Regions from separate parts of the Sus scrofa genome. Here region 1 is linked to region 2. A link is a contact called in public Hi-C data. All regions are on one chromosome and are shown on one strand. Each heading gives the region's core, a stretch centred on a gene start, on an enhancer-like site or on the middle of the called end of the contact. The rest is flanking DNA. Distances are from core to core; before and after follow the strand shown. Region 1 overlaps LOC110260299 (a long non-coding RNA gene). Region 2 overlaps NME7 (nucleoside diphosphate kinase 7).

Region 1 (4,551 bases), core at 1,175-3,674, 250 kb before region 2:
TACATCTATATTTAGAGTCAGAAGATGGGGTTTAGGACCAGGTCTTTTTTTTTTTTTTCTACTGTACAGCATGGTGACCCAGTTACACATACATGTATACATTCTTTTTTCTCACATTATCATGCTCCAACATAACCCCATGTGGCTCACAACATAACTACTTGGCATTGCTTCTACAGTGGCTGTGGCTCAATCCCTGGTTCAGGACCCAGGTCTTTACTCATGAGTATTTAGAGTTTAGTCAAGGCATAGCACTGTCTAGGGTTTAATTTCTTCATGTATAAAATGAGAACCCTAGCACCTCAGGGTACTGTGAGCTGTGAAAGTGATTTTTAAGCTGCCAAAGGCAATTGAAGAAGGCTCGTCTGAAAGGTGGTGATACCCTATAACCCACCTCTCAGAATAAACATGAGGAGTCATTGGACACTGGATGTCACAGTCAATGCAAGCCCAAGGCAGGAGCCTGAAAAGATGAGTTATCAACATTCCTAGGAGTTTTGCAGAGCTCAAGAACTCAATAAAACATTTCTTACAAGTTTGGATTTTCTAAGATAGTTAGTGTAGCATACCTGAGTTCAGAAGCCCAGAGAATACCTTCAGACTGTAGTTTAGGAAATGAGAACTTTGAGAAGCTAATATGGCACAGTCTTTAGTCAAATACATCCCATTATTAGATTTGTGAGGAACCGTGGAAATTACATAGGACCAAACTTTCATTTTGCAGATGAGGGAAGTGAGGCTTAGATGTACAGCTCATCAGTAGCAGAGGTGAGACTAGAACTCACATCTCCTGACCCTGAGTTTGTGTTCTTTTCTACCAAATTCATTGTTCTTCTAACTTCATTTAGACTCAGGAATGGCATAGATACCAAAGTCAAAGACAAAGTATTAATTACTAAGCCTACAAGTAAAAATCTATGTGGGTTTACCCTTACTGAATGACTTGAGGAAAGCTACTTCATACTTGTCTCAGTAGCCTGTAAAATGAGTTATAATAATACTGATTTCAGAGGTTATTGTGAGGATAATACAGGAAAAGTTCTTAGCATAGTCTTCTTACTGTGCTGGTAACTGCTCAACTCTTGTTGGTTATCATACAATCACCAATCTTCTACATGCCATAAAACCCAGTAATGTGACTACCTGTGTGTCTCCTTTTTAGGGTAAACCCTGAACTAGCAGGGACCCTATCAGGAGACACCCTGCATGTAACTTGCGTAGACCCTGTTGGGGGTCAGTCTGTTTATTTCACTTTATCTAGAGTTTGAAGCAATCATAACATGAGAGGATGAGGCTAGACTTGGAGGGAAAAGAGGAGGTGAAGCTTTCATTTTGAGCATTTGAGCCTGAGTCCCAGTTTCTTTTCCTACAGATGAGGATATTAATATCCATTCTTTTTAACTTTGTGGTACTCAAAGCTGTCAATTCAATAAAAAATGTATTATGAACTATTCATTGCTATATAACTGTAAAACAAAGAGCAGAAATGATAGTGGTTTTCTCCGTGTGCTAATAAGCCACAGTCTCTCACTTGAGTGGCTTTTTAGTTCCTTTCTCACAGGCCCTGGGGGATTTGGTGTTAGACATAATGAGTTAACATTCTATTAATTACATCTGATCTCATGGCCTCAAACGTCAGTGTTTGCTCACCTCTAACAAAGAGAATACAGTCCTTAGAACATAGGATTCTTTCTAAATAAATTATGAAAGTCTTTTCAAGATCCTGCTTGTTCTTTTTACATAGGAGCATAGATTCGAGATTATCTTGGAACCATGATAGCCAGCTACCTGCTTTGTGTACTGTTCTAACAATTTACCCATTGATCTCATGTTTCTTCTAAAAACGTCAAAGCACTAGGCAAGTATTACTCATCAGACAGGTTCAATGATGTCCTTCTACATTTAGCTTTTTTTTTTTTTTTCTGGACCAGTCACATCTATTCTCAGGACTATGACCCACATGAGCTGTGAGGGCTCTGGGCAGAAGTGCTACATTCCAGCTTTCAGTGGGCTATTCAAGGACTGTAGAGATTCTTCTCTGGCTGCCTACACCATTTAGTATTTTCTCTGCCATTGCCTTCTTCCATTGCCATGGTTTTCTTAGAGTTGTCTTAGAGTTCGTGCCCAGCTACATCTCTACTGGGAGATTTAATGTTTAAGGATCTGAATTGCAGAGCCCATGAGTCTGCATTGGGTAGGTGTGTTGGTGAATACAGTTTATTAGGTTCGACCCGTGGCCAGTGTTAACCTCCCCTCCCCCAAGCTTTTGCTAAGCCCAAATTTTCTCCCAACCAAGATCCTTGAATTCATGCTGGCTGGTGGTGGATTCATGACTCAAAAGTAGCTGCCCTGTATAGCATTCTCATGGTCACATTTCAGGCTTCCCTCCCTCCCTCACCTTTCCTCGCCTACCCCATTCAATCTCCCATATCACATACTCACAAATCCCAGTAACTTCTTCTGGAGAGTAGCTGGGAAATAAATGAGGTAGCAGAGAGATGCCAACATGGCCCTCTTCCAATAGTTTCAGCACTAAAAGGTAACAAAAAACTCCAGCTGGAAGCTGACCAGATATTTATTCACTCCACATGCATAGTGAATGTTCTTTGCTGAGAATTCTTGCTTCCATTTAACTAAGTGAGAATTGGGGGTCTAGGAGTTAAAGTGGCTGACTCCAATAGTAGGCCACTTTCAGAAGAAACAGAAGTAGACTGACCCATAGCTCTATTCAAGGTGCTAATATTTAACCTGTTAAAACAAATATTTGCCATCCCACAGGTGACATTCACGTTGCTTAATCTTTTTCACTCCCTTTTCCATTTGCCAATATTTCATTACCACAAAATTTCCTAACTCAAAAAAGATATTCTTTCCTGTCATTTGGATAAAATTTACCCAAAATGAGTATTATAAACACAGCAGCATAACATCAATTTATGGGGCCACCCCTGATTTACCAGTGAGGTAAATCTGGGCCTTAGATAGTTTTATACCTCTTTTTTTGTGACTTTATTCACTTTCAGTTCAGTGGCTTCCTGGAATAACTTCAGTAATTAAACAGAATTCCCAGGTCCTCTAGATTACATGAAGATAGATGTCAAAGTCTCACTTGAGTGAGGAAAAGTTTTGCTGATTAATATGGCTAGATAGCCACACTGCCTTATGCAAAACCTGATGAAATCAGTGCATCTAACCAAATACTCACCACTCTCTCCCATTGCATACTCTTTTAAAATCTGTAATACTGATAGCAAGGAGGCAATAGAAAGCATGAGTTTACAATGGCAGACTCAGAGGTTCAAATCCTGGCTCTGTCACTTACTATCTGTATAGCTTGGGAAAAAGTTAAAGATTTCTTTGTTACTTTCTTTATCTGTAAACATAAATATTAGTTTGTAGGACCTTTCTCTGTCTTGTTTTGAGGCTGTGATTTTATATCTATATACATATATATATATATACACACACACACACTTTACACATGAATACATACATATGTATATAAACACATACATACACATATACATAATGTACATACATACATACACACATATAATAGCACTAATAAATGTTGGATATTGCTTTTATCGCTAGTATTTACTGAGTGCATACTGTACACCAATACACTTCTAAGCATTGCTACTCTTTATAACCATCCTCAGATGTAAGTAGTATTGTTAAGCTCATTTTGTTTATTTGTTTGTTTGTTTGTTTATGGGTGCACCCACAACATATGGAAGTTCCAGGGCCAGGGACACACAGCTGTGATCTGCACTGCAGGTGCAGCAATGCCAGATTCTTTAACTCACTACTCCCAGCCAGGGATCACCCCGTTGATCTGCAGGGACCCAAGCTGCTGCAGTCAGATTTTTAACCTACTGCACCATGATGAGAATTCCTGTTTAGCTCTGTTGAAAGATGAATATCCTGGCGGTTAAGAAGACTTAAGTCATACAGTTAACAGAAACAGAAGTGGCATTGGGGCTCAGGCTTTACTAGATTCTACTGATCGCCTGCCCTGTTGGATGCTAGAAGAAAAACTCACCGTCCAGACTGCCAGTTGCATGCAACCAGCCACTTTTCCCACATTGCTGAGTCATCACAATATACATACACCAAAACATCTAAAATGTTTTATTTTATCTCTACTTCTAACTTCTACTTATTCATTCAAAAGCTTTCTTCACTAAAACCCTGCTCTGTGCTAGGCTCTATGCCAGTTTTGTAAGAATCAGAGATATTTAGAGAAGTCCCTGCCCTTGGGAGCACTCCAATTGGAAACAGAGAACAGAAGTATTAAAACAGTTGTAAGTGGCTGCCTATTACCCAGGGCTGTACCCTCAGAGAAAAAGGTATTCTTAGGTGCCTGAACCAGTGCCCAGCCCTTGCTCTAAATCCCTCAAGGTAGGATGTTTCCTACTTTTATATAGTCTTCCTCAACTGACAATTACTCTACATATCTACAGTAATTCTCACCAATTAGCTATCCCAATGCTAGGACTTCAATTCTCTTCATTTATCTGGAGCTACTTTCAAAGACATATCTTCCTT
Region 2 (4,557 bases), core at 1,484-3,983:
GATAAGCATATGAAAAAATGCTCAACATCACTAATTATTAAGGAAATGCAAATCAAAACTACAATGAGGTATCATCTCACACCAGTGAGAATGGCTGTTATTAATAAGACTACAAATAACAAATTCTGGAGAGGGTGTGAAGAAAAGGGAACCCTCCTACACTGTTGGTAGAATGTAAATTGGTGCAACCACCAAGGAAAACAGTATGGAGATTGAGATTCCTCAGAAAACTAAATATAGAACTACCATATGATCCAACAATCTCCCACTCCTGGGGATATATCTGGATAAACTTTCATTCAAAAAGATACATGCATCCCTGTGTTCATTGCAGCACTATTCACAATAGCCAAGACATGGAAACAACCTAAATGTCCAACAACAGATGAATGGATTAAGAATATGTGGTACACATATACAATAGAATACTACTCAGCCTTAAAAAATGAAATAGAAGAGTTCCCATCGTGGCTCAGAGGTTAACAAACCCAACTAGCACCCATAAGGATACAGGTTTGATCCCTGGCCTCGCTCAGTGGGTTACGGATCTGACGTTGCCGTGGGAGCTGTGGTGTCAGTTGCAGATGTGGCTGGGATCCCACATTGCTGTGGCTGTGGTGTAGGCTGGCAGCTACAGCTCTGACTGGACCCCTAGCCTGGAAACCTCCATATGCCATGGGTGTGGCCTTAAAAGACAAAAAAAAAAAAAAAAGAAGAAGAAAAAAGAAATAGTGCCATTTCTCTTTCTGAAATAATGTCAGAAAGAGAAAGACAAATACTATGTCACTTATATATGAAATCTAAAATATGGCACAGATGAACCTATCTGCAGAACAGAAACAGTCTCACAGACATGGAGAGCAGGATTGTGCTTGCCAAGGGGAAGTGGAAGGGAGGGTTATGGACTGGGAATTGGGGGTTAATAGATGCAAACTATTACATTTAGAATAGATGAGCAATGAGGTCCTACTGTATAGCAGAAGGAACTATATCCAATCTCTTGTAATATAACATGATGGAAGATAATATGAGAATAAGAGTGTGTATATAAATATATATATGTATGACTGGTTCACTTTGCTGTACCTCAGAAATTGACAGAATATTGTAAATCGACTACAATTTTAAAAAATTAAAAAAAGTAAAATATAATAATATCAAACAACCCAAACAACAACAACAAACAACAAATATATTCACAACATTTTGCAAACAATCTCAGGTGGTGAGTCCATGGGATAAGGCTTCAAATAAATTTAAGTCTCCTAAACATGGCATAAAACAATCACTTGATCCTCAGCTACCTTTCCAAGCTCATCTCCCATTCTCTAATATATTTTATTTTTTTATTTTATTTTATTTTATTTTTTTTTGTCTTTTTTGCCATTTCTTGGGCCACTCCCAAGGCATATGGAGGTCCCGGGCTAGGGGTCGAATCAGAGCTGTAGCCAGCCTACGCGAGCCACAGCAACGCAGGATCCGAGCCGCGTCTGCGACCTACACCACAGCTCACGGCAATGCCGGAACCTTGACCCACTGAGCAAGGCCAGGGATCGAACCCGCAACCTCATGGTTCCTAGTCGGATTCATTAACCACTGCGCCACGATGGGAACTCCCTCTCTAATATATTTTAAACTCTAATATTTCCAATTCTTTATGGTTTTCCAGGAAACACACCATTTCCCTTTCTGGAATACTATTCTTTTTTGTTTTTAACCTACTTTCTGATACTTGGACCAGAGCATCCATCTTCCAGAAGCCTCACCTGAAGCCCATGCTGGGACATGGGTTCCACACAGTGGATCCAATGACACCCAAGGAACTTCAGCCCTCCAGCATTCACTTCCTAACATCCAAATTGTAGCCCTTCCTAGAGATTGCTTAATTCTTTGAGTGTAGGGACCATATATTAATCCTCCCTACACACCCCTTCCCCCAGTTTTTGGAAGAGTGAATGACACAAACAGGGCTTCAATAAACATAAGTTAACCTGAACTGTTGAAGAACCAAATTAACAATGGCAGAAGAGCTAAGAGAATCCATAGATAATATCCCTCAACTGAGATGACAAACTGTAATACCAGCAAATAAGTTGAATATCTACAATGTATGATCATCAACAAAGGCTATTAAACACAGAAGACATAAGAAAGTTATTTTACCCAAATTAAAAACAAATCCAGTCTATCATGTCAGTATGGTTGTCTACCATCATACAACTGATAGAACAATGGATTATTTATTAAAGTAGTCTGAAGGCAATACTCAGAATATGCAGCATTACGATGCCCTCATGGAAAGGTTTAATACCAAGCTATAGGCTACTGCTGTACAATGTTTTACAATTATCATTGCCCCATGAATAGTAAGCAACAGTTTTAGCTCTCAGATGGTGACTGTACAGAAACCCAAAAGTTAATGTGTAACAAGCGAAGAAGAGGACTTTGTACAGAAAGTTATGTACACTGATATTCCAAGCAAAAAAAATTTTTTTTTGTTGTTTTAACCTGCAGTTGTTATTCATTTACCCAGCATATTAAGGTATTTTTTTATTATTTTACTTCATTTTTTTGGAATATAGTTGCTTTACAATGTTGTGTTGAAAGTTATTTGTAACTCTACAGTTGATACCAAAGGGGACCAGTAGTTATCACTGGAAGGATTACCAGTCCTGACACAATAGATCATAAGCATAATGCAGAATGTGACTGGGAAGGATCCAATGAAATGGTCAATTCACACATTTCTGTTTCACTGACTTTGGAACTTCTCTCTTATGCCAGATTCATTAGCTGTCATAGGTCAGTTATTGCAGCACAGTTAGGGATGGAGGCAAGGGACAGAAGCATAATCAGATGCTTCCATGGAAGAACAATCTTTGAACAACCCCCATATCCCCGCTGAGAGTGGATAAGCTGACTTCTTTCAGCCTCATTCCAGCCCCCACCCTACTCAAACCCTTGTGGGAATGAAAGATATCATTGACAGAGGAGACTGCGATCTGGATACAGAACGACTGGAGAAGTTAAAAAGATGGAAAATCATCAAACAAGAGTATGCCTACAAGAAAGATGGAAGCCATAATCTATGCTGAATTTAAATTTTTAAAAATTGGATTATGTAGGAAAAAAGAATGTTTAAAACACTTAGAAATGAAAATGTTGCTCAGTACAGTTGCAGGTACACGGTACATAATATAAATGATATGAACTAAAATGTGGTGAAATATGAGAGTATGATTGAGATAGGGAGAAGAGGGAAGAAGGAGGTGGAGAAAGACGATTTAATATTATTGGGAGAAAAAGAAACTCAATGATGAACATTTTTCTCAAATAATAAACAAATCCGTGGTTTTTCAAAGAATTGGCTACATTTTCTAAGGCACACTTCCTGGACTGTATTTACATTGTGAGATAGGAATTTGGATGCTGCAGTGATTTGGGGGCACCTACATTAGGCATTCTGTATAATTAAGCAAAAACAAACGTGCTTATCAATAATTACGTATTAACTCACCAGGCATTTAGCCAAAGCCCTGATGACAATATAAGCAGCCTACTGGTTGTGAGTTCTTTGAGGAACAAATAATTTTATATTTGTCATCTAAAACTGAGTGGGGCAAGTTCATGAATAAAAATATAATAAGTTAATGCATATGAAACAAAAGTAAATTCTAATCATCCTAATTATTGATGAAGGACAACTATTCTTTTCCTAAGTTTAATTTTCTACTCTCACCCACCATTCCATTGTGAACTCTAGAGAAATAATTTGTTACATTTAAGATTATAATATAAAGGTGATGAGGTTAGAACATGTAAATTCTGGACCCAGACTGCCTGAGTTTAATCTCCATTCCATGTTTCGGCTGTAAGACTTTGGGAAAATTTCTTAATGCTTCTGTGCTTCATTTCCTCATCTGCAAATTGGGGTAATAATATTTACTTCGTTGAGAGATACATAAGTTAATGCATGTAACATACTTGGAACAGTGCTTGGCACATAGTTAAGTATCCCCTAAAGCTAATTAGTATTGCCACCATATGAAAACATAAAAATTTAAAATTAACAAGCAGATGACACAAAGGAATTAATACAAATAAATTTAACACAGCAACCTTTTAAACTTAGCCACAAACACGACTGTATTATGTTCTTAACTATATGACATAAACATCTGCCTAACATAAGAGGTTTTTAAAAAGTAACTATAGTAGTTTGGATTTCATCTGTATCTGCAGCAAGAAAAGAATATGTGACTTTGCTGTGGGCAAGATTACATTCAAGATGTTGTCTAGTTGCTACTTTTCTGGGCAAAAGACTGTTCAGGTTAAAGGAGAACAGGAAATAACTATCATTATCATTTCTTTCACAGAAAATTGCAGAATTATCACAGAGAATTTCTTACACAAAATTAGCATATATGTGGTAGTGGAGGTATATGACATTTGAGGATTAGAGTCCTTCCAAGTTTCTTTAGAAACTTTACATAACCTGGAAAACCTCAATACATTTGTTCTTTAAAACATTACCCCTAATATTTTCCTTTGTTAGAT

Evidence for each region. Hi-C and Micro-C count contacts between places; a contact is called where the count stands out from the background.
Region 1: a Hi-C map of liver shows a contact between it and region 2, with 7 times the contacts expected there. The contact joins two enhancer-like sites. A contact is called at or near these places in 4 of 47 Hi-C or Micro-C datasets (liver and skeletal muscle).

Annotation. Positions count from the first base shown.
Region 1 is chr4:82,130,759-82,135,309 of Sscrofa11.1, reverse strand. All of the region lies in intron 1 of LOC110260299 (a long non-coding RNA gene), which reads right to left. It overlaps LOC106510101 (a long non-coding RNA gene), which reads left to right. Exons shown (of 3, transcript XR_002343351.1): 3 at 1-1,418. It also overlaps the pseudogene LOC106510108. Among named protein-coding and RNA genes, the nearest start is that of DPT, 150 kb to the left of the region's middle. Within about 2 kb of position 2,424, at least 8 of the 83 cell types and tissues checked have an H3K27ac peak or open chromatin away from gene starts, as enhancers often do. A contact at or near this core is called in liver, where this site is marked.
Region 2 is chr4:81,876,442-81,880,998 of Sscrofa11.1, reverse strand. All of the region lies in intron 12 of NME7 (nucleoside diphosphate kinase 7), which reads right to left. Among named protein-coding and RNA genes, the nearest start is that of ATP1B1, 58 kb to the left of the region's middle. Within about 2 kb of position 2,733, at least 13 of the 83 cell types and tissues checked have an H3K27ac peak or open chromatin away from gene starts, as enhancers often do. A contact at or near this core is called in liver, where this site is marked.